7 separate regions of the Mus musculus genome follow, and all the other regions are linked to region 6. A link is a contact called in public Hi-C, promoter capture Hi-C and targeted proximity ligation data. All regions are on one chromosome and are shown on one strand. The core of a region is the stretch at or near the end of the contact, and the rest is flanking DNA. Distances in the headings are between cores, read along the strand shown.

Region 1 (3,187 bases), core at 285-2,784, 1.4 Mb after region 6:
CAACACATACATACATACATACATACATACACATACACATGCACACACACATACACATGCACATGCACACACACACACACACATACATACACACATCAACACACACATGCATACACACACACATATATACATACATACACACATCAACACACACACACACACGTTTTTTATTCTCCTGATATAACTGTCATCCTGGAGGCTTACTGCCTTTTGTTTCTTAACCTAGGCCTAGTCCCCAAAGCTTCTAGCCTCCGGACAACCTAATCTAAACCTAGAATGTTCTCAACCTCTGAGACTTACTGCTGAGTAAGCTCACCCTTTTTAGTTCTTTCTGAGCTCTGCTGGCTGGTTCAACTTAGCTGTCCTGGCTCAAAACTGCTTTCCGAGCTGAAAGGAAAACGCCGAAGAATCTCCACTATTGACAAGATTGTTTATTCAATAGGTCAACGGGTGAATAGCACTGATAAAGGGTGGACAGCCACCAGAAACCACAGTGGCTGGCTGGCTAGTCAAATAAGTGGCTGATCCACTTATAACTGCTTTCAGCTTACAAAAACACTTAGTCTGATTTCTAGGGAAGCAACTAAAAGATAAATAGAAAAGTCTCTTGAGAAACAAACCTCGAGGTATGAACCCAAGTGATACTATGCAGTCCACGCAAACGTAGGTAATCAGAAACACCAAGATCGCTTAGGCAGGCACCATGGGAACCAAAACAAATGGGGGAGGGGGCAAAGACTCCCACTGACGTCACACAAGAGGCTGCGTGTTAAACCCGCTACTCCAAACAGAATAAAAGGAAGCACAGGCGGGTAAAAGTCCCCGCACCAATGACAGGCCCTGCAACACTCACTGCAGAACTTAAGTTTGTTCCAGCGTTGTTCCATAGTGAAAAGCGTGCTTGGCCCACACTAGGCTCTCAACATTACAGGTGTGCAATGTAATGAATGACTTAAGGATGGAGAGCATCGGCTTTTGGAAAGGTAGATGTGCATTGCTTTCTTTGCTCCCATCACCTCCTGGAGTTTTTTTTCCCCCCAACTGGAATAGACATTAATAAATCAAAGCAGGTGGAGTCCTGGCACTCAGCTGAACTGCAAATTCTTTTGCACAAGTCGTAGAGCCTTCTCCTGCCTGCCTCTCACCGTGACCAGGGACCAGATTCTGGGACAACTGCAATCTACGGTTTCCGGAGCTACTTGCTCCTCCTGAGGTCCCAACCCAGGGATGCAGCGCACGGCCAGAGTCAGAATCCCCGGGCCAGCATTCCTCCTCCACGCTTCCCACTTCAGTCTCCCGCAGACCCGCCCCCTCGTCGGTCTCCACAGCCCGCGGCCTCACCCGTCGTGAGTGGCTGGCGATGGCTTGCGGTGCCATATCTTGCCGCTCTCCTTGTTGCCCAGGTCAGTGCTCTGCATGTCGAACCCCGACCCCTACCCCGACTCCGATCCGCGGCTGACCCGGTGAGGGTAACCGTCCCGAGAGCTACCCAGCAGTCCCCGCGCGCCCAACCCGGGAAATTCGAGCGGCCGCCGCGGGGTCTCCGCCCCCAAGGACTGTGCCAATCACGCGGGGGACGCCCCTTCTAGTTACAACCAATCAGGACGGGGATCCGCCCACCTCCGCTCTTGTGGTCCCTCCACTCTGGACAATGGAAACAACCAACGGCTTCTCTCTAGACTCCACCCCTTTTCTGAGGCTTCTAATTCTGCGACCCAAAGGCTTCAGGGAGTTGTAGTTTTCTGAAAACCAAGTCTGGGACTTCAATTCTCTGACACCTATAGGCTCAAACAGACACCAAAAGTGTTTTTCTCCTGAGAGCTTGCTGCCTCCTGCATTTCGTTCTCTATTGCGTTTAGAATAAGAGATTTATAGAAATAACAAAGATGCAAAAGACAAGTTCGTTGAGAAATGGAGGAGTTCCTTTCCTAGAACTTACAGGCACGGCAGAACTCCACAGACCTAAATGAATTCCGCTTTGTTTGGTTTGTTTTTGTTTATTTTTTGCCATACTCATCACGCTTTAATTGCGTAAATTTACAAGATGCTCCCACATTATGGTTTGCAACCCACTCCTCATAATCTAGAAAAGTAAAAAAACGTCAAGAACCAGCTGCACTGGCATCGGAAATCTTTTTCACTTAGCAAAATTCACTCAGTGTTTCTTTAGTGCTTACTACGTGTGGCTGTCCCGCGTGCTTAACAGGCCAACGCACTTAATTCACAGAGAAGCAATTTAGATAATACTTTTAACTCCACTTCAGTGATGTATGAAGTTGCAAGTCGATTTCTAATGAAATCGGTCCACGTTTGGCGTATAAAACAGAAATAATGCCAGGTAGTAGTGGCACACGTCTTCAATCCCAGTACTTGGGAGGCAGAAGCAGGCAGATCTTATGAGGTCAGGCTAGCCTGGTCTACAGAACTAGTTCCAGGATTGCCAGAGTTACACAAAGAAACCCTGTTTCGAAAAACCAAAAACCAAATGAAAAGACCAGAAATGTATTCTCTCAACATTCCGTGTCAACAGAGTCTGGCAACAAAGATTTTCTTCTTTGTCTGGGATAGCCACCTTTTGTTTGTTGCAAATATCTCTTTACTTTTCTCATATATGAAAATAAATGAAAAATCTTAAAGTAAAAATTAAATGAGGTTTTCAAAAGAGAGTGTAAATATTTTTAAGGGAACACGACTTGAGTTCACCACACTGCTAGGAAAGGACCTTTCTCTCCTGATCGGTTTTGAGCTGTAGTCATCTGATGTGTGTATGACTCCTGAGACTTAAGGTGTGTATCCAGACATAGTCAGGCTCTGCCAAAGACTTATCCGATGTGTATGTATGTCTTTCCTTCTTGTTGTTAATGAGGCATGTAATGGTACTTGGTTTATTTATTTATTTATTTGTAATGACACTTGTAACATAGCCTCTGCCCTTTGTCAGCTTCAGTAAGCTTCTTACAACTGCTCCCTCATTAACATAGATCAGCCGCACTTCTGACCCACACCTGCTTCTGTCTCCTGTTCCCTTTGGGGCACTCATGCAAGGCTATTTGAGTCGGTATCTCACAAGGTTCTCTCTAAGTCTCAGAGCTTGACTTGCCATTTACTATGGACAGTTACAGTTGGATTTAGGGTTCACAAGAATAGTCCAGAATGATATTCTTAGATGAAACTCAACTTAAAAAAA
Region 2 (3,515 bases), core at 926-3,425, 1.1 Mb after region 6:
CCATTTTTATTATTGCTGCACTAATAAATTATTTATGGTGGGAAACCAAACTCAGAAAATCCTGGCTACTTGAAGACAGACTTTATTAAAAACATCTCCTTCCCCCTTGCAACACAGAACCCACAAGACACACTCGGTTCCTCGGCCTATCCAGCCTCAAGGCACAGTAGAAGAGACACTGCCACTGGCTACAGAGGCAGGGCTGTGGAAGAAAAGAACTGGAAGCTAATTCTCTAGCATGCTTTTATTTCTCTGCTTCTGCCCAGTGCCACCGTAGGTCCAGATGAATGTGACTTCCCAGGTCTGACTAGTAATGATGGGAGGCCAGAAGTCACCCTAAAGCAGTAGTCACTTATTCACACAAGAATTGCCTATGGAGAGACTGGTGAGTTGATTTGGTAGAGAGATATCATAAGACCCAAAAATTAACCTGCAAGCCCCACCGGCCAAAGAACAAGGACTAGGTAATTCCTTAGAATGCTGGGAGTTGTAGTCCTTGGAAAATATCAAAGCCACCTGGGAAAATACAATGGCCTTCAAAGCCTCTGTAAAACATGTCTAGGGGCCGCCACGCTGGGAATTCCAGAGAGTGGTCCTGACCAAAATTTATCCTGGTCAGTATTTAATTAAAGCTTGCTTCAAATTTGCCTCAACGTGGTAGAATTGCCCACCCCCTCCCCGTGCAAATCACGATTAACAGTGTCTCCATGGACACAGTGCTTGATGAACAGTCTTGAGGACCTGAGCTCAGACCCCCAGCACCCATGCAAACAAACAAACAAACCAACCCATTAAAGCACCTATATCTTTATCCTGGTGCTGGGAGACAAAATCCAAAGAATCAGAGGTTCATCGGCCTGCCAGTACAGACAATAGAGAGCTCCAGGCTCAGTGAGTCTGACCCAAAGATAAATAGGGACAAACGTGAGCAAGGAAGACACCTGACATTGACCTCTGCCCACCGCGGGCACACAAATGCACACTCTCTCAGAGGATGGAGGAAGATGGGATGGTTATGAATGGCCAATTCTGTGCCTGGTGGTAAGGCACTGGGCTGAGATGTCTCTAGACTAAAAGGGAGTTATGTTCTGCATAACAGGGAGGATCGCTCTGAGTTGAGAAGTAGCATAAGACCCTAGGTAATCACGGACTTAACCCTCTCTGAGGACCCCACAGCCTTTCACCTGAAAAACAGACTGGCCACCCCCTCGTGTTAGGAGAGATAAGCTCTTAACAGACTCTCTTCCCTTTCTGAAGCGGCCGTGAAACCCAGGAGGACTTTATAGCTAGAAATCAGAGAACACCAGGAATTGAACTCTGCGTAAAGGAAGAGAAAGAAGGGTTCCTGTGGTTCCACAGCCAAAAAAGCCCAACCCTGGGGCACTGGAGCAGCGAGTGTAGCCTGAGACTCCTTCCTGACTCCACGACCCTGGAGGCTTTGTTCTGAGCCAGGCGCCTCGACGCCAGCGCTGCTTGCCCAGAGTCCCTCAGAGTGGGACCCAAGACTGTCTCAGCTCTTCACTTCAACGCCATGGGGTCCGGACGCTGCGGGGGCCTCTTCTTTCCCCTTCCTTTGCCACTGGGGTAGTCGAGCTTGACAGCAAACGCATCAAATGACAGCTTTAAGGCGGAAGGAGTGGGGGTAGTCCCTCCCCGCCCCTACCGCACTGGGTCCCCTCTTTCACTTAGCACACCCTGGCGCCTGGAGTCGGTACTGGCAGTAAGAGAGGTTCAAAGAATGCACCCCTACCCGTCCCCAGACGTTCTGGCCTCCCCCAAGGCTGATCTGCCTGCAAAGATCGGTCCCGCAGCTTCCAGACCCTCTGGGACTGACAGTTCCCAACTCTCTAGGCTTCCTTGCTACACCCTGCTTGTCCGGGACCCGTAGAGGGGACCTAGTGCCGAGTGCAAGACCAGGATCTTGGTGGCGACAGCTACGCCTGATGGGGGAGTAGGGGAGGTGCAGAGGTGCCAGGGCACCGAGGGTCAGCGGGACATCTGGCCTGGCCATGCGGCTTCAAGTTTCCACGGACGCAAGGTTGTGCAACTGCGAGCAGAGCGAGAGCCGCGGGCGCCTCGGAAAACAAGGCGAGCCTATAAACAAAGCCACGTGGCCTCGGGGCGCGGGGGGGGGGGGGCGGGCTAAGAGCAGGCGGCTCTTCCGGCAACAAAGAGACGGGGCAGCGGCCCGGGATAAATACTGCGCTCGGGCAGCCGCTCAGCATTCCCAGAGTCAGGAGGCGACCTTCCCCAACGCCTGCGCCCCTGTGAGTGCAAGGATCCCCGCGCCCACCCAGGATCCGCAGCCCTCCACACTAGTTGACCCACTCTTGTCCCGGTCGCCGCCTGCGTCGTTCCCCAGCATCTTCCCAACGCGCCGCATACCCTGGGCAAGCCAGGCCGGTTCCTGGCTGTCAATCCGTCCCGTCCGTCGGTCGCGTCCGCGCTCTGTACCATGCCGTTCCTTGGGCAGGACTGGCGGTCCCCGGGCCAGAGCTGGGTGAAGACGGCGGACGGCTGGAAGCGCTTCTTGGATGAGAAAAGCGGCAGCTTCGTGAGCGACCTCAGCAGGTGAGGACATTCGCCGACTTCCAGCCCCACAAAACTGATTTTAGCTGGTCGGGGACGAGGGGGAAGTGCACACCTCAGGGGCAGGTGAAGGAGGGCAAGCAGGTCTGGGCCAGAATAAAGAGGGGGCTTCCGACTGAAGGGACAGGAGTGAGGTGCCGGGATTTCGGTAAAGGTCGCCAGAACCCGAGAGATGGGTAATTTAGTGTCTCCTCCTGATCAAGGACAGTGTCTCCCAGCAGAAAAGATCCCATACAGAACCCAGGATCCCTCAATCTGGCAATAGGGGATTATGTCCCTAAACACTTGAACACAGGCGCACAACTCATGGACTCTTCCTTTAGATCCCGCAATTGCAGTCACTGTTTTAAGTGGGTGCTAGCGACTTGGCTGTTTGCCTTTCACTGTCCTATGACAGGACCCCAAGAGTACAAGAGCGGTAGTAGTCACAAGCCGGATGACGGGCCCTGCCATGAGTGCTTGAAGGCTCTTCCCACGCGCAGTCGACGGCTGAGTGGGCCGAGAAAAAAAAAAAGTGACTGGGAGGGGCAGCCGATGGGCCCCGGGACAGCTTGCGGAGTGGGTCGTTGTGGTAACGCTTAGGGGCTGCGGAGGGAGGCAGGGAAGAAATGCAAGAACAGTGCTCTGCTTCAGGAAGGACCAGACACTTGCACCTGTTTCCTCCGTGGCCCTTTCGGTCTTTATACCGTGAGCACACTCCCATCCTTAGTGGTGCCTGCCCGCTGCAGAAAGACCACCCAGACTTGAAGTTTCACCTGAGCTCCGCTGTCTAGTGAAATCTGAGGTCAGAACAAGTGCCCACTCATAGAGTATCAGGTCAAGAATCAATCCCCAGCCTGGACAGCTGACTCCCTGAGACACCTGAGGAACCGACAGAAGTTTGTTTGGAGGCGCTGGTGCAGTTGAAGTCACCTTTCGGTGCTCTC
Region 3 (3,385 bases), core at 175-2,674, 1.4 Mb after region 6:
GCTTTCTGAGTGTGGGGTTGCCTGTTCCCCCACATCTACCTTGGACTCCTTCCTAGGCTTTTATGTGGATGTCTCATTTTGAGGTGCATTCCCATGTGAGCCATCTCTACCGTCCAGTTACCAGGTCCTTCTAAAGGCAAGGACCCCAAAGAGAGATGAAGTGACTTTCACAACATTAGGTACTGCTAAGAAGTGGTTTGTCACAGTATAAACGCCAGTGTTTCTAGAGTGTTTGAAATAATGGAGCACTGGAAAGTATGTGGAAATGCACATGGACCTCGTCTTTGCCTGGAGGATGTGAGTCACGTGGGCCACTTGGACCTAAGATTTTCAATTCCTTTACAACGTTAAATAATTTTTTTTTCCAGAGCCCAAATTTCACATTTTTTAAGTTTGAGGAATTTTTTTTTCCCGATCTGAGAACACCGAGTCTGTTTCTTTTCTTATTGTCCAGACCTGATGGTAATTATGTTACACCTCAGCTCTGTGTTTACAACGCACTGCCTCTTCCAGTTTGGCCGACAGTTCCTCTCCCTCCACCATCCAATAATGATGATTTTGGATTTTGTTTAGAGAAATGGGTCCAGGGTTCTTTGGTGAGCAATCTCTTTGATTGCAGTAAGTTCAGATACTTAGTTTACTACAGGTCAGTTTACACCTATGTTCTTTACGGAAAGTTTTACTGATCCTAAACCATATTTTCAAAAAAACAAAACCAAACCAAAACAACAACAACAAAAACCAGCAACTGAATAAAAGTTCTAGTGAAATCGGTATCTTTCCACCATTTGTTTAAAACAACCATCTTCATTTCTAATTTAAAGCCCCCCAATGAACCAGATCATGTCCAATTATAAATGCGGTCTCAAATGCGTCTCAAGATTTCCCAGTCCTCCGCTGCCACTCTAGCCCCCCCATCATCCTAATCTTTTCCCGTATCCTCTGAAATTCTTCTTCATAACTCATTTGCTTTTCTGTCTACCCTGAGACTGCAAAGTTCAGGTACCGCTACCGTGCTCACAGCCGCAGCTGCATCCCCAGTGTCTAAAAATTTGCCTGAAGCTGTGACTAAATGAGGAACTATATGCGCTATCTCTTCCTTTCCCTTTAAATAAATACTCTTCAAGAGGCACTACTCCGATTACAACTCCGGGGAGAACTAGGGCATGTAGCTTCCCCATTGGTTTGCAAGACTGGCCGTTGCTCTGGGTAACCACTGTTTCCTACTAGCCTTGCCGTCGTCGCCCCGCCTCTCCTGCTTGGCCCCACCCCAGGACGTCGAGTCCCGGTACTGAGCTGCAAAAACGGCACTGGCCCTTTAAGCCGCCGGGACACTTCTGGTCACGTGGACCGCGGCCACCGGAAGGGGAAGTTTCTCTTGTGATCGCTGCCTAGCTTGTCCGAATTCGGTGGCGCCACGTCCGTCGGTCTCCGCCTCCTGCACAGCGGCTGCGCCTCCACTTTCCCTGGCCAAGCCGGCCGCGGAGCGCGGGGTGGGCACGGGAGGACGCGCGGCGCTGCGCAGCCGGTCACCTGACGGGCGACCATGTCGGACATCGGGGACTGGTTCAGGAGCATCCCGGCCATCACGCGCTACTGGTTTGCTGCCACCGTTGCTGTCCCCTTGATCGGCAAGCTCGGCATCATCAGCCCGGCCTACTTCTTCCTCTGGCCCGAAGCCTTCCTCTATCGCTTCCAGGTAGTAGCTGGCGTAGGGCGGTGGAGACTACAGCCCCCAGGTGTCCCCGCGGCTACGGAACGGGTTCGCCGGGCTGCGGGGCGCGCTGGGGCTGGTGGGATCTGTAGTGCGTCCGCCTCCAGGGGTTTAAGGCTGGGGTCCTTTGGGTCCCGGGAGGTCCTGGGGTCGAGTGTTAAGGCTTAGATAATTTAGAGTCGCGGACTGGCCTGCTAGGACGTGACTCACAATACCTGTCTGGCAAGATTGTACTTCCCGCCTTCCGCACTCTGAAGTGAGAGGTAAGTTGCCATTCTGTTGGCAAATTGGGCCCACCTACCTGAATGTCTTCCTCCCTCCTTCTATCTATGTCGTGGGTGGCGATGCCATCTTAATCAGTGGTGTCTACTTGACATAATTCTGCGTGGGTTGTTAGCGTGTTTACAGTTTCTCTCTCCTCCCTAAAGCAGTGGTGTAAAGGCAGATATTAATAAGAATTAATTTATCTGTATTTCCTACGGGCCCTATCCGATCACCTGGCATATAGCCGTTAAATGTTACCAGTGAATGAATAAACTACTCAGGAAACGGGAGATACTAATTTTCTTAAGCATTAAGGATATTAGTCAAGATTATCATTCTAAGCCAAAGAATGTTAGTTTCCTAGAGGTTATTTTTATTGATTCTGTGATATAAAAATTTAATCAGGGGACGCTCAGATTATATTAGATCTGGATTTCCACACATTCCTTAGCCTTCTCTTTCTACTTTCCACTGGATGTTATTTTCTCGTCTCCTTTGCTGATTTCTCATTTTCCTCACCCAGATGTTGGGATATGCTCTTGGAGTCCGTTATAGGATCCTCTGTAGTCCATCCCTTGGACTTAGATCTTTATCATACAAGGGGCATAAACACATGAATGGGAGACTGTCGGATATGTGAGTATCTTTATTGTAGTGGTGGAAATCACCACCTGGTGACCAGTAGACATATAATCAAATCTCCCTTTCATCTTTGCAAATAGCAACTGTGTTTGCTAGGGGGGTTTAGCAGTCATAGAGACATCCCTGAGTTCTTTTTTTGGGTTTCCTGTTTAGTGCTGGGACTCAAACCCAGAGCATAGCACGTGCTAGCTGAGTGCTCTGCCATCGAGATGCACATCTTGTATGGCCTCTTGACTTCTTTTCCCCACCCCAGAATCTGTCAGCTTAGACAGCTGATTCTGCCTCAGCTGTCTATTCGGAATCCAGGCCTTTCTCCATCGAAAGCTGTTAGCATGCCGGCTTTGCTCTTTCTGTTCTTGCTGAGCAGCCGGGGCAATCGTGTGAGAACAGAAATCATGTCCTGTCAGTCTCCTGAGACTCCTCCCATATCTGTGAACTGGGATGGGTAAAGTCCGTGCCAGGGCTTGCTGTTGCAGTACCTAAGTTGACCCCAGGACCTTTGCACATGTTATTTCTCTCCCTGAAAAAGGTAGTCATGGCTCATTCACTTTCATGTGTGTCTTTCAGGTCTCTGCCCAAATGCCATTTTCCCTTGTAGGCCTTCTCTGATTGCTGTCCATCAGAGTGTTCCTCCTTCACTGTTCCCTTCCCTTCCCTTTTTCTTGCGACATGCCACCTGCTGGTATTTGCTAGTTCACTTCCCATTGAGAACCTAGATGAGTGCTGGGCACATAGCATCTGCTTGTGTATTGCCTGAGTTCGTGG
Region 4 (3,520 bases), core at 840-3,339, 1.3 Mb after region 6:
CCCAGATTAAAGGTGTGTGCCACCACTTCTGGGATTCATAGCCACTATGCTTCAAGATCTCCCTGCCAAGATCCAGGTCAGAAACTTGTATCTCCCAGATTCCAGATTAGAATCACAGGTGAGCCTACCAATTCTGGATTGTAGTTCATTCCAGATACAGTCAAGCTGACAACCAGGAGTAGCCATTACAGTATCCATAAGGTTTCCCAGGGCCCTAATGGCTACATTCTCACTCTCAACTGGGATTCTATCATAGGAGGCAATGCTGGTAGACTCAAGCTGGGAGAAGCCTGCCTTGGCTGTTATATAAGATTTGGGGGGGCTGGAGAGATGGCTCGGTGGGTAAGAGCACCCGACTGCTCTTCTGAAGGCCAGGAGTTCAAATCCCAGCAACCACATGGTGGCTCACAACCATCCATAACGAGATCTGACTCTCTCTTCTGGGGTGTCTGAGGACAGCTACAGTGTACTTACATATAATAAATAAATAAATAAATCTTAAAAAAAAATTTGGGTTCACATTTTCAAATGAAAGGTAAACAATTACTAGTCAATAGACATAGCTTTCTTTTTGTAGACAAATCTGCCATGACTGTGGGAGTAGAGTAAGCAAGGAGGTTCTTTTAGCAAAAGGTTGGAAACTACTGAGCCCAGGAATCTTGAGTGCAAAGGGCAAAGAGCTATCACTTCCCCACGTGCAGCCCTTAAACAACTGCTGCCATTTTAGCACACGCTCTGGTTCAGTTGTTGGGCAGGAGGCTAGAGCTAGCAGGCCTGAGCAGGAGGGAAGACATTCTGAGATCAAATATCTTTCATAAAGAAAAAGCTGGAAGAACTCCTCCTTGCCCGCCTTTGCTCTGCTCTTCCTCCGCTCCTGGAGCAGAGATCTTGAATACACCCATGACACCCCTTTCACCTCTAAAGCTTTGTGTGCCTTATTTTAATCAATACCCATTTTATAGACTGGGTCACACAGCTAGCGAGCCAAGGCAACAGAGCCACACACACGTGGCTCTTGCAGTCCTTCAGTACTGTGCTGACACAGTTCTGGGCATAGACAGGGCATACTGGGATTAGGGCAAGTATAGCCCTTTTTAGGACATTATTTTTTTCCTGGTGATATTAGGAACTTTTCTTATAATTCTCTATAATATCTGAATTTTTCTTAATAAGAAGTATTGCATTTCTGATGAGAAAACAAAACAAAAACCCCAGGTATTAAAAAAGAACTTCTCTGGATGGATCCCACAGTAGCTACTGCCTGGAGGCTCCCTGCGTGGACTCTTCCAATGAGGCTATTGAATATGCACTGAGTTCCACATTTGGTGAGCCAAGGGCAGATGAATTTTGAAATCCGGGGAGGTGGTTTGGGTTGCCCTGTACGAGTCTGTAGAGTAGAAAATAGGGCTGAAGGAAAAACCCTGGAAGCAACTGGTGGAAGAGGAGCAAGTGTGAGGGCAAATAGAAAAGCTTTATTACTAGCTCCACATTAGTGCTCTATAACACAAGCCAGTGTTTTGTCCACGACCTTTACATTCTAGAGTCAAAACGTTTCTTGAAAGTCTCAAAATTCTGCTAGCCTTGATCCAAGTCTTTAAATTGTGATGTCTAGTTTTTTTAGTAAATGCGTGAAGAGTTCTGGTCTCTTCTTCAGAGACCCTGGGCTTTTGAACAAGTTACCTGACTTCTTCAAGCCCAGTATCTCCTTTTACAAGATAAGAATAACCGGGCTCTTCTCACAGTTATTGGGAAAGAAATTTTAGAAATAAAATGCAAAATAAAATGGGGAGAATACTGTCAGTGGTTTAAAGCTGATACTTACCAAGTTAACTGGCTCTCCAGAGACCACGACTATTCGAGGTACTCAGGAGGAACTCACTCTATCCAGCTCTAGACACAAAGAGGTCAAAACCTTTGTTGGGTGGTTTAGGAGGCCCTGGAGTCAGGCAAGAATTTCTGCTCCACCACGGAAATCCCCAGCCGCTGAAAGACTACCACTCCCAGAATGCAACGCTCCGGCCGACAACCCACCGCTTCCGTGTGGGCGGCGCGCCGGTGCCGCTCTACACTCTACCTTGCCTCGGCAGCCTTGGCGCGGCTGCTGTCGCGCGCTTTGGAGGCTGGGTGATGGGCGTCGCTCTAGGTGTCGCCTCGTTTCGAGGTCCAGTTGCACTTCCGCGCGATGGAGACCGGATGCTGGGTGCTGGGCGGCGAATTTGAGGACTCGGTGTTCGAGCAGAGGCCGGAGCGCCGGCCCGAGCCGCCCTCCCCCTACCGCGCCAAGCTCTGCGAGCCGCAGGTGAGACGGCTGCCCCTCTTGCCGCTCCGCTCTGGAGCCGGCCTGCGGCGAGGCCCACCACCGTCACTGTCCACCCGCCCTGCAACCAAGCACGGCGACTTCACTCTTGTACCCTCGGGTTGTCTGTCTCCGTCCCCCACCCTCAACCCACGTGTCCTGCAGGCGGGCCCGGGCTAGCATCACACGCCCCCTTCCTGCCTCCAGCCCCGCCCAGGTGCTCCGCCGTAGCATCCTTGCAGGCCTGCTGGCTGCCTAGAAGAATAAAATAGTTCCAAGCTAATTATGTTTCATCATTTCCTAGTAATGTATTGAGACTTGGATATGTTATTGTTGAGTTGGGATGGCTAGCTATGTGACTAAATGGTTGCAGAGTGCCGAACCTAACGGTGGCTCAAATACCTCGTCTCGAGTGACCCAGTGTTTAAAGAATAGAACAAAGTTTTTCTTACTGTGATGGCCCAGTAGAAGGAGAGGCACTAATTTAGCACGCTTATGATGAGCCTTGATACTCAGTGAAGTGTATTTCTCAGAATACAACCAAGCTATTACAATGTTAACTGTACTGAGTCAACAGAATTTAGAGACTTTCTTCAGCCTCAGCAGGTTTTATTGTAAAAGAGAATAGGAGATGCTTCTTTGGGGCTGGAAAATTGGGCATGCAGAATGCTTTTCATCCTTTTTTTTTAATTCTTTCTTGGTAGTTACATCTGGATCTCACCTTATGTCCAGTGGGTTTACATCAGAAGAGGTCGTCTTACAGATGTGTCCTCAGATCCTCCAAATCTTTGTCTGGGATGCACAGAAACCTGACTCCAGTTAAAATTTCCTGTGCTCTGTGTGCCTTTGTAGCATTTTTATAATAGGACCATCGCCATAATCACAGTTTCCTACGTCTTGTGCACAATTTTGTCAGTCCCTATTCACTCTCAATTGCTCTAAAAGAAAGCAGATAGCACTTTAAGAGTCACTGGACTGCACTTGGTGATGTCATTTCCAATAACTTCACTGTGGTTGAAACCGTGTGCTTTTATTTATTTTTTAAATCTGTCATTGACATGTATAGACATGTGATCATTACAACTTTTATTTTTTAAAACCACGTTCATTTATTTGTGTGTGGGTGAGAGAGCCATGGCACTGTGTGGCGGTCAGGGGACAAACTGCAGTTGTTGATTCTTTCCTTCCACCACATGGGGCCCATAGATCAAATCAGGTTGTCCG
Region 5 (3,218 bases), core at 400-2,899, 1.2 Mb after region 6:
GCCTCTGCCTCCTGAGTGCTGGGATTAAAGGCGTGAATGAACCACCACTGCCAGCTACAGAAACTGTTTATTAAGAGAGTACCTCAAATCAAAATGGGCCAGGGCTGGAAAGGTTAGAAGTTCAATGGAATCTGTTCCTATTGAATTGGGACATTTATATCTCTTGTTTAACAAAGCTTTTTATTTATTTATTTTTAATGCCAAATGGCCTCTGTATCAATTAAGAATGACAGAGGTGATTTATCTGTTACGTAGACAGCCACCCTGGGCTACTCCATGGTGATCTTGATGGCTTTGTTTGGGGCAGAGGTTGTCAGTCTTCCACCACCAGCTGCCACAGAGGGTCCTATCATCGGCCTTATGTCAGACCCAGAAGGTCTGAGAGATTTTTCTGCGGAGGAGGAATTCTGGGGAGCTGAGGTACCTTTGCAAGGCAGGGTAGAGCAGTCAACCCGTGTCCACAGTTTGGACTGGGCTCTGGCAGTGGGTGAGGGATGGGGTAGTTCTTTGCCAAGTGGCCAGTTAGCATCTGGGAAGCAGGTCCAGGTGGAGTCTGTTACTGCTCATCTTCCTCAGCTGAGGCTAGCAGAGCTGGTATTGTCTGCCGGGGGAAGCCATTTTCATGAAACACCTTAAAATGTCAGTCAGAAGCCGGGCGTGGTGGCACACGCCTTTAATCCCAGCACTTGGGAGGCAGAGACAGGCAGATTTCTGAGTTCGAGGCCAAGCCTGGTCTACAGAGTGAGTTCCAGGACAGCCAGGGTTATACAGAGAAACCCTGTCCCGAAAAACAAAACAAAACAAAAAAAAAATAAATAAATAAGTAAATAAATAAAATAAAAATGTCAGTCAGCAGATCTCTTTGAGGGGTTTGAGAGCCATCATATAATCTATTATGTATACCCCTAATTAAAAAAAAAATGTTGCATTTAATTACTTTTTTTACGCTTAACCTTGACAAAATAGACACAGCAAAAGCTTGTCTCTGTAAATGAATTACATTTGTACCTAGCACGACTACAAACCATTCTGAGCACAGGAAAGAATTTGATCATTTATAAGGTGACTGGCCATTAACTTTATGTCGTAATTACTTTACAAGTTAGCTTTTTTTTTTTTTAATCCCGGGTAAGTTTATATGACTCATTCTATCCCAATAGCTGTTGCCAGTTCTTTTAGCTGTCTTTAAGGACCATTATATTTTCTTTCTTTCGTGCAGTTTATTTTTGTTAGTTCATCAATAAAAACCTCTTCAAGTCTCAAAGTCAAACCTATCGGAGGCAAAGTGCTTGGTTTAAGGACCTTTTTTTTCTGGCGTTTGAAGCCTAGATGGCGGGAAGCCGCCGGCAGGGAGCCAAAGGGCCCTTCCGCCTCCACGCGCCAAAATTCCAAACAAGACGCTGCACCGCTCTCTCCGTCTCCTTCCACTGAGGGCGGAGAGCCGGAACTACAGCTGGAAGAACGACGTCGCAAATTCCTGTGAGGGGGCTCGACGCGGTTCGCTGGCGCCTCGGTTCGCGTCGGCTCCGGTTCCCGCGCTCTTCGGATTGGAGGAGAATTTCGGGTTCGTCGATCTGGGGGTGGGGTCAGGAGGCGTGGCCGGCGGCGGAGGGATTCGGCGCGCGTACGCTGCGGCCGCTGGGCGCGCAGTTTGTGGCGCCAGAATTCAGAGCGCGTGAGCGCCTGAGCAGCCTCCTCCGGAGCCAGGTTCTCCACTTCCCCCGCCTCGGGTTCCGGCTTCTGCAAGCGGGGCACCATGGTGGTCCTCCGCAGCAGCCTGGAGCTGCACAGTCGCTCCACCACCTCCTCGGCCACCGACTCTCTGGACCTGTCCAGTGAGTTCCTCAGCCTGCAGGACAGCGGCGGGAGGCGGCCCAGATTGCGCCGAGCCGGGAGGAAATCGACGGCGTCCAAGGCGGCGGGCGTGAGTACCGACCTAGGGCGGGGAGCTTTGGGCCCCGGGTTGGAGACGCGCGCCCCGCTCTGGGGTAGTGGGCTGTCGTGGACCAGCGAGGTGGAAGGTTCTGGAAAGACAGAACTGGCTGGAAGCGGGCAGAGCAAGTTGGTCGCCACCTCTTTCTACGCAAGAGGAAACCTAGAGCCGAAGCGCTGCGTAGGGCCGAGCGGAGGAGCTTTGGGCCGACCTTGTGCTCCCCCCATCACCTCCTTCCCGGTTCCTTCCCCGGGTCGCGTCAGTCAGGGGAGTGCGAACCCCCTGACTGCTGGAGCGCGTGCACGGGAGCATCTTGAGTTGTGGGCCCAGACAGTAAAGAGTCCACTGACCTCCATGTACGGTCCAGGGAGGTTCCATCGTGAGACTCAAGCGAAGTAAAATATCAGGTTGCATAATATGGAGGGACGAACGGCGACATTGCGTGGTTGCACTTTAAGTCTCTTGACAAGCCTTAGAGGACCTTCTGGTTGGTGGTTATCGGTGTGACAGATGAAGACATGGGCTCCAGAAAGGTAAACAGAGAGTGGTAGACAGTTCTGGAATTGGAACTTCGGTTTTTTGTGCCTCCCACAGCTTTCCTTTTCTGGCAGCTTCATGCTGCATTTACAGTCTCTGTAGTGGGAGGTTTGCAAATGCTTCTTGCCCATCACTGGGACCAGTGCGGAGAGATTACACATCGCCCGGCTTCGGCGGTGGTGGAAGGGGGACAGCGGGGACAGCGTTCACCAAAAAGGTTGAGGTTGAGGAAGAAACACTAAAGTTTCCGAAACCGGTAGTGATGGTCCGGTTGCAGTGAGGGAGTAGGAAAACAGACGCGTAGCTGGTCAGGAGACTGGAAGTCTGATCAGGAGCGCTGCGCTGGGAGTGACACAGCAGTGTCCACTTAGTTCAGACAACCCTAATCTTGTATTGGCACTATATAAAGTGAATCACTTGTAGACAGACGTAGCTTCCTTGGGGACTGGGATGAAACAGTCTTCGTTTGTTTGCTTTGTTTTGGTTTGGTTTTTTTTTTTTTTTTTTTTTTTTTTTTTTTTTTTTTGAGACAGGGTTTCTCTGTGTAGCCCTGGCTGTCCTGGAACTCACTTTGTAGACCAGGCTGGCCTCGAACTCAGAAATCCGCTTGCTTCTGCCTCCTGAGTGCTGGTATCAAAGGCGTGCGTCACCACACCCGGCTTATATTTTTGAAATGAAGTCCTCCCTTCTATAAATCAAGGTATTTTTGTAGAGCTTCTAATTAGAGGCTAATTAGGGGTGTTATATC
Region 6 (3,065 bases), core at 410-2,909:
GTGATCTGACTTGCCGCCCTGTTCCTCTCTCATCACCTACCACTGGCCCCATCATTCCCTCGAAGTAATTAATGGCACCACAAATATTTAAAGATCCAGTCTCTAACGTAAGCCTGTCATTCAGCTCTGACTCAACTTAGGAGCGGACTGCGCTGACTAATTGCTTCAATAGATAGTGGGGGACGGATTTCTGCCCAAAACTTTAAAGTGTTAGGCATCTTTATTGCTTTTCAAATTGCTGTCACTTTCCACTGTCTGCCATCACATTTATAAGTAGCCTTACCTGCCACACAAATTCTCCCTTGTCAGGAACAAAAATCATCCTTACCCAGGGATTTTAAATTAAAAGCCACAGTGAGTCTGTCTCCCAAATGAAATTCTAACATTTCCTACCAAAATCAACACCCAATCCCTGAGGTTCACACAACAAATGCTTTTCATCTTCCCTAAGAGCACAGCCACAACACAGTCCAGAACTTTAAGAAACGCAATCAAATGAGAACACTGACGCTTCTAAGCCACCACTTTCGTGACTTTTAAAGAAACCATAAACTTCAGTGACCTCGATCTGAAGTTTAAAATACGATCCCATTCATTTGCCCACTGTGGCATCAGGCATACCTTCTTGGACTCCAGCTGTTCTTTCTTTTCTGATTCAGGTGACTTGGCCCAGAAGAAGCCAATAAGAGGCAAAGCAGAGAGAATATCCGAGAAGGCAGCGAACTGGGCGCCGCTCTGATGGCGGCCAAGGAGGCCCCCGTGTCGATGGCGACAGCGGTAGGAGAGCACCAGGCCCAGCGACAGGAACACCAGCACGCACAGCAGGAGCTCCTTGTTGGCCAGGGTGACATCCCCGCATTTCTTATAAAAATAGGTGAAGGTAGCAATGCCAAGAAAAGTCCACATGGCTCAAAAGGCTTCTTTGGTGGCACCAGCCAAGGCTGAGGATTTTGTGTTTTGGGGGTCTCTTGGGGGGGTCTTTTTTCCTCGGAAGGTCTTCAGTGATTAAAATGTCCCCAAAATGTAGTTCTCAAAGGGGTTCGGGGCAACCGGTCGAACTTCTTCCAATAAATAGTTTCAGGATCACGAGTCAGATGTGATCAATTTTTGAAATCATTGAGAGTGCAAATGTATCTTAAGTTGTCCAGATCTTAAAAGGCAGCATTTAAAGCCTGCCTACCCCAACGGCTCCTGATTACACACTTCTTCATTCAGCCAACTGATGGACACGGGCCTCTCTATTGGGCTGAGGGGTGCGAATGTGGCTGTATACTTCGATGTCCGCTCGCCTGGCTGTAAACGGTCTTTTGTCACCAGCAGCAGGTGCTCGGTAGGAAGGAGTCGGGAGCGTAGAAGGATCTGGGTGCTGGGAAAGCTGCCCTTAGCAACACTGCCCCGGCAGCCTTCTCCAACAAAAGATGGCCACGGCGTCCCGAAGCGCGGCGGCAGCCTGGCAGCTCAGCCCTCCCTTGGAGATTCCTCCTCAAGCAAGCCCCGAAGTCACGGCCGGGAACCTGTCCGACCGACACTTGCCTTCCTCGAGAGTGAATGGCTGTCTCGGATGAGCGTCCTTCAGAGCGAGGCGAAGGCTCCTGCCCGCCGGGTCCCCAGCATCCCTCGCGGACAGTAACCAGAGTAACCGCTGCGCGCCCCGCTCGCAACCCGGCCCCACGCGCTTCAGCCGCCCGGCGGGCTCGGCCCAGCCCAGGGACCGGGAGGCGGGGCTCCGGCCCGGCACCGCCCCTTGAGCGGACCCCGCCTCCCACGCCGTCCGAACCAATGAGAGCGCGCACCGCGCGGTAGGCTGAGATGGCGCTATAGAGCGTTTGTCCAATGGCGGGCGGCGCACTCCGCGCGGCGCCAGTCGCAGAGGCGCTAGGGCGATGTTGCGTGGTGCGGGGCGGGTGCGTGGGGTGGGCGCGGGGCCGGTGGGTGAATGGGGCGGTGCCCGCTCGGCCTGGCCGCCGCGGGGTCCTCAGGCCCCACCTGCGGAGGGTGGAGCTCGCTCTGGAGGAACTCTTGGTGGCTCCTGGTGGCTCAAACGCAAGAGAGCTACAGGAGTCATCCGGGCGGACTGGATGATCACGGGCTAGAAAGGCGAGGAGGACGTGACACGCCGGCGAACCTGCCATAATTAGTGGACGAGGACTAAAGAAAATGAGAGAAGTCAGTAGGTGGAGATGGATCACGCCTTTAATCCCAGAACTCGGGATGCAAGAGGATCTCTGTGAGTTTGAGGCCAGCTTGATCTGCATAGCGTGTTCCAGACCAGTCAGAGATACACAGTGAAATCCTTCTCGGGTTAAAGAAAGAATGAGAAAGGAAAAAAAAAAAAAATGTCCTAATCAACAGCAATCCCAAAACTGTTTAATAAGATCATTTTATGTTTTAAGCACTATGCCAGAGCGTTGCAAACATTCATTCAACCCTTACAGCAGTCTTGCAAGAATGGCATTACCTTTCTGTTACAGAAGTAACCGAGCAGTTTATCTGCCGTCGTTCATGAGACTAACAACATCATTTTATACTATCCACAGCTACTGTCATGTAACCGAATTTCAGACTCGACAGTACCATTTAATTATCAAGCTTTCGTTGAGTTCTTAGTTATCTATGGTTTAGGTCTCACCCTAAACACTTCTCAGATATCTTTATTAGTTTCTGCGATTTTTTTTTAAGTCATTCAAACAGGTACAGTTGTTTAACCCGTTTATCCTTTAATAATGAAAGAAGTAAGTCTCACAGAACTGTATCCTACCAACCCTTTGCAGCAGGCACAGCCAACTCTATCTAGCTCCACATTTCTTCCTTCCTTTCGATTTGTTTACTTATGTATTTTGTCTACATGTATGGCTGCACTTTAGAAGAAGGCACTGGATCCCATGGGACTACAGTAACAGTTGTAAGCAGCCATTCGAGCACTAGGACTTGAACTGTGGACCTCTCATAGAAGCCATTGCTCTTAACAGCTGAGTCATCTCTCTGGCCCTAACACCACATTCCTAATGAGGGTCTCTCCATGTTCCTAAGTCCAACCAACAATAAGCTGAAATTCTAGGCAACTT
Region 7 (3,127 bases), core at 3-2,502, 1.2 Mb after region 6:
CATGTACACACATACATACCACACAGACACACACATAAATATACACAGACCACATACATACAAATACAACACACACAAACATACACACTCACTACACACAAATACACACAAACCACACAATTACACAGACACGTATACACCAACCATACACACCACACATACACACACAGATGTAAAACATAAAAAGCCGAGTAGGAGGGGCTGAAGAGATGGCTCAGCGGTTAAGAGCACTTGATGCTTTTCCACAGGATCTGGGTTCAGGTTTCAGTACCCACTTGTGGCTCACAACCATCTGTAATTCCAGTTCCAGGGGACCTGTCACCCTCTTCTGACCTCCAAGGGTACCAGGTATGCATGTAGTGCGTATTCATACATGCAGACAAAGCACTGATGTGCAGACAATAAAATTTTTGAATTTTTTTGTTTTTTGTTTTTCGAGACAGGGTTTCTCTGTATAGCCCTGGCTGTGCTGGAACTCACTTTGTAGACCAGGCTGGCCTGGAACTCAGAAATCCGCCTACCTCTGCCTCTCAAGTGTGGGATTAAAGGCGTGTGCCACCACCGCCCGGCTTTTGTTTTTTTTGTTTTTGTTTTTTGAAAATTTTGAATATAAAAAGCAGAGTAGGATTTAGGTAGTAGTAGCCCTTCAAAAACATACCAGATCATTTTTACTACACTTTCAGAAACCACTTCCACTAAATGTATTATCCTAAGGCTATGAAAGGACCAATCACGGGCTAGCTTTGCTTATATTTGTTTTCATAGTTTGAAACCCATCCAATTAACTGTATTGTGTAAGCTTTATACAGTCAGTCTGCAAAATGACTGCAGAAAGGACTGGAAGGTTGTAGGTGCTCACTTCCTTTAGCTCTGAGAGCAAGAACAAAATTACAGAGAAAGTCTATATGTGCATAAACAGTGATGAGGGAAGCCAACAGCTAATTTGCTGGGTTACAAACAGATGGGTTTTATTTGGTTTGTGAGTCTTAGGTTGCAAGTTAACAGAAATTCTCTTATGCTAACCTTAGCAGAAAGACTCATATTTTGAAAAGATAGTTGGAAAAAGCCGAACGGTAGCAGAAGAGAACCAGTACTCCTCCAAGTTATCCACAATTCTTTTTGTTGTTTTTGCAAGACAGGGTTTCTCTGTTTTAGCTGTGGCAGTCCTGGAACTCACTGTGTAGACCAAGCTGGCCTGGAACTCATAGAGATTCGCCTACTTCTGCCTCCTGAGTGTTGGGATCAAAGTGTTAGTCACCGCCATTGGTTGGTTGGTTGGTTGTTTTGGGGGGGAAGGGTTGGCAATTCTTAAAATAGTTGATATCAATGGGCCCTAATGCCCATGTCCACTTAGCCTGTGTCTGGATGCCAGTGTCATATAACTTAGTCTGTTCTTCGTGAAACTCAGAAAGTGTGAAGCCAACCCAGGGGTTTTCTGTTAGAGATAACAAAGCCACAGCTTATCAGCACAATCTTCAATGTGCATTTGCCTCCATTCTCTAGCGCACACATCGAAGTTTTCCCTCACGTGTACTCTACGCTCGTATGTATATCAATTCTCAAGAAAGGCCTTCCAAGACAGGTTCTACTCTACATTTTGTAAATAAGGAAATTGCGGCTTAGCTTAAGTCACCTAGGCTTCTTCACATAGGAGAGGAAGAAGAGGGAATCAAACCTAGGCATGTATGAATTGAAACCCATATTTTTTAAAAATTATTTTCTGTGCATGGCTTTTTTGCCTGCACATGTATCTGTATACTCTGTTCAGTGCCCTCCCCCTCCCCTAGAGTCCAAAAAAGGGTGTTAGATGCCCTGGAACTTGAATTATAAATGGCTGAGAGTCGCCCTGTGGGTGTTAGAGATGGAACCCAGGTCTTATTAAAAAAAAAAAAAGTAGCCAGTGCTCTTAGGTGCTGAGTCATAGCCAGCCCTGATGAGAAATATTTATTTTACTTTGCAGCCATCCTGGGATTTGAACACAGCCATACCATCCTCAGCAAACCCCATATTTGGGTGTGTGTGGGGGTAGAGGGTGTTTGTGACAGCTTTTCTTTACATAACCCTGGCTGTCCTAGAACCCACTTTGTAGACCACGCTGGCCTCGAACTCACAGATATCTGACTGCCTTTGCCTTTTGAGTACTAGGATTAAAAATGTGCACCACTGCCTACCAAAAACCACTTCAAAACAAACAAACAAAACCTTTTTAAAATTTTTTTGGATTTTTCGAGACAGGGTTTCTCTGTATAGCCCTGGCTGTCCTGGAACTCACTCTGTAGACCAGGCTGGCCTCGAACTCAGAAACTCACCTGCCTCTGCCTCCCAAGTGCTGGGATTAAAGGTGTGCGCCACCATGCCCGGCACAAAACCTATTTTTAATTTTTATGTGCATTTGTGTTTTGCCTGCACGTATGCCTGTGTGAGGGTGTCTGGTCCCCTGGAATTAGAATTAGAAACAATTGTGAGCTGCCATGCAGGTGCTGGGAATTGAATCCAGGTCCTCTGGAAGAGCAGGCAGTGCTCTTAACCACTGAGCAGTCTTGCCAGCCCCCCAAAACCACATTCTTTATTATTACTATTATTATTCAAACCCACATTCTTAATCACATTTTTAAAAAATAGATATTGTAGATGCCGCCTAATCTCCGTTTGGCCTGTAGCATTCCAGAATAGGCCATTTGGGGTCTCCTCAAGCATTGGGAGCCTGGCATCTGAGGTGGGCTGGAAACAACAGCAGGAGCCTGCGCTACTCTAAATACTTGACAGGTAGTAGGAGACGTTGGCAGACAGCAACCTTTTTCTCCTTGGATGGCTCCGAGGCGTCTTCTCTGTTCGAGTTCAAACCCTACTGGAAACTGCTACCCTTGTTGGACCCCACTTCTGTGCCACCTGTCCCTTAGAAGGACCTAATGGTGTCACCCACCAAAGAAACGGTGGGCTTTCCTGATCCTTTACCTAAGGGCTGTCTTAGGGAGAGGCTGACCTAGCCACTCCATTTGTAAAATAAAAGTAGGAAACTACTAAATACCCAATAAGAGCTACAATGTTGTTGTTGTTGTTTATATACTTTAAAGTTTTGATGTATTAGCTACTTTTGTAACCAAATAACTCCCAGAAACAGCTTAGG

The links. Promoter capture Hi-C pulls out the DNA fragments that hold promoters and counts their contacts. Hi-C and Micro-C count contacts between places; a contact is called where the count stands out from the background.
Region 1: a promoter capture Hi-C map of pre-B cells shows a contact between it and region 6, with 2.5 times the contacts expected there.
Region 2: a contact with region 6 is called in a promoter capture Hi-C map of pre-B cells, with 2.9 times the contacts expected there. A contact is called at or near these places in 2 of 39 promoter capture datasets (the C10 cell line and pre-B cells), 1 of 484 Hi-C or Micro-C datasets (pre-B cells) and 3 of 9 other capture datasets (adipose tissue, liver and pancreatic islet).
Region 3: a contact with region 6 is called in a promoter capture Hi-C map of pre-B cells, with 3 times the contacts expected there. A contact is called at or near these places in 4 of 39 promoter capture datasets (fetal liver, liver and pre-B cells) and 1 of 484 Hi-C or Micro-C datasets (B cells).
Region 4: a Hi-C map of B cells shows a contact between it and region 6, with 8 read pairs. A contact is called at or near these places in 2 of 39 promoter capture datasets (liver and pre-B cells), 1 of 484 Hi-C or Micro-C datasets (B cells) and 1 of 9 other capture datasets (adipose tissue).
Region 5: a contact with region 6 is called in a promoter capture Hi-C map of hippocampal neurons, with 3 times the contacts expected there. A contact is called at or near these places in 10 of 39 promoter capture datasets (the C10 cell line, cranial neural crest, embryonic stem cells and 6 more), 6 of 484 Hi-C or Micro-C datasets (B cells, the G1E-ER4 cell line and embryonic stem cells), 11 of 130 datasets of targeted methods (the 230-238 cell line, the SCID.adh cell line, astrocytes and 4 more) and 3 of 9 other capture datasets (adipose tissue, liver and macrophages).
Region 7: a contact with region 6 is called in a targeted proximity ligation map of the SCID.adh cell line, with 4 times the contacts expected there. A contact is called at or near these places in 3 of 39 promoter capture datasets (the C10 cell line, hippocampal neurons and pre-B cells), 1 of 484 Hi-C or Micro-C datasets (neural progenitor cells), 4 of 130 datasets of targeted methods (the SCID.adh cell line, astrocytes, embryonic forebrain and 1 more) and 1 of 9 other capture datasets (embryonic stem cells).

The regions. Positions count from the first base shown.
Region 1 is chr15:57,910,546-57,913,732 of GRCm38.p6, reverse strand. It overlaps Tbc1d31 (TBC1 domain family, member 31), which reads right to left and starts at 1,534. Exons shown (of 21, transcript NM_001081396.2): 1 at 1,342-1,534. The coding sequence starts at 1,418.
Region 2 is chr15:58,213,552-58,217,066 of GRCm38.p6, reverse strand. Fbxo32 (F-box protein 32) reads left to right here and starts at 2,175. Exons shown (of 9, transcript NM_026346.3): 1 at 2,175-2,571. The coding sequence starts at 2,456.
Region 3 is chr15:57,890,457-57,893,841 of GRCm38.p6, reverse strand. Derl1 (Der1-like domain family, member 1) reads left to right here and starts at 1,424. Exons shown (of 8, transcript NM_024207.4): 1 at 1,424-1,699. The coding sequence starts at 1,547.
Region 4 is chr15:58,032,863-58,036,382 of GRCm38.p6, reverse strand. 9130401M01Rik (RIKEN cDNA 9130401M01 gene) reads left to right here and starts at 2,089. Exons shown (of 6, transcript NM_029418.4): 1 at 2,089-2,299. The coding sequence starts at 2,183.
Region 5 is chr15:58,133,513-58,136,730 of GRCm38.p6, reverse strand. Atad2 (ATPase family, AAA domain containing 2) reads left to right here and starts at 1,649. Exons shown (of 28, transcript NM_027435.2): 1 at 1,649-1,924. The coding sequence starts at 1,757.
Region 6 is chr15:59,313,686-59,316,750 of GRCm38.p6, reverse strand. It overlaps Sqle (squalene epoxidase), which reads right to left and starts at 1,659. Exons shown (of 11, transcript NM_009270.3): 1 at 622-1,659. The coding sequence starts at 906.
Region 7 is chr15:58,087,851-58,090,977 of GRCm38.p6, reverse strand. No RefSeq gene overlaps it. Among named protein-coding and RNA genes, the nearest start is that of Zhx1, 13 kb to the right of the region's middle.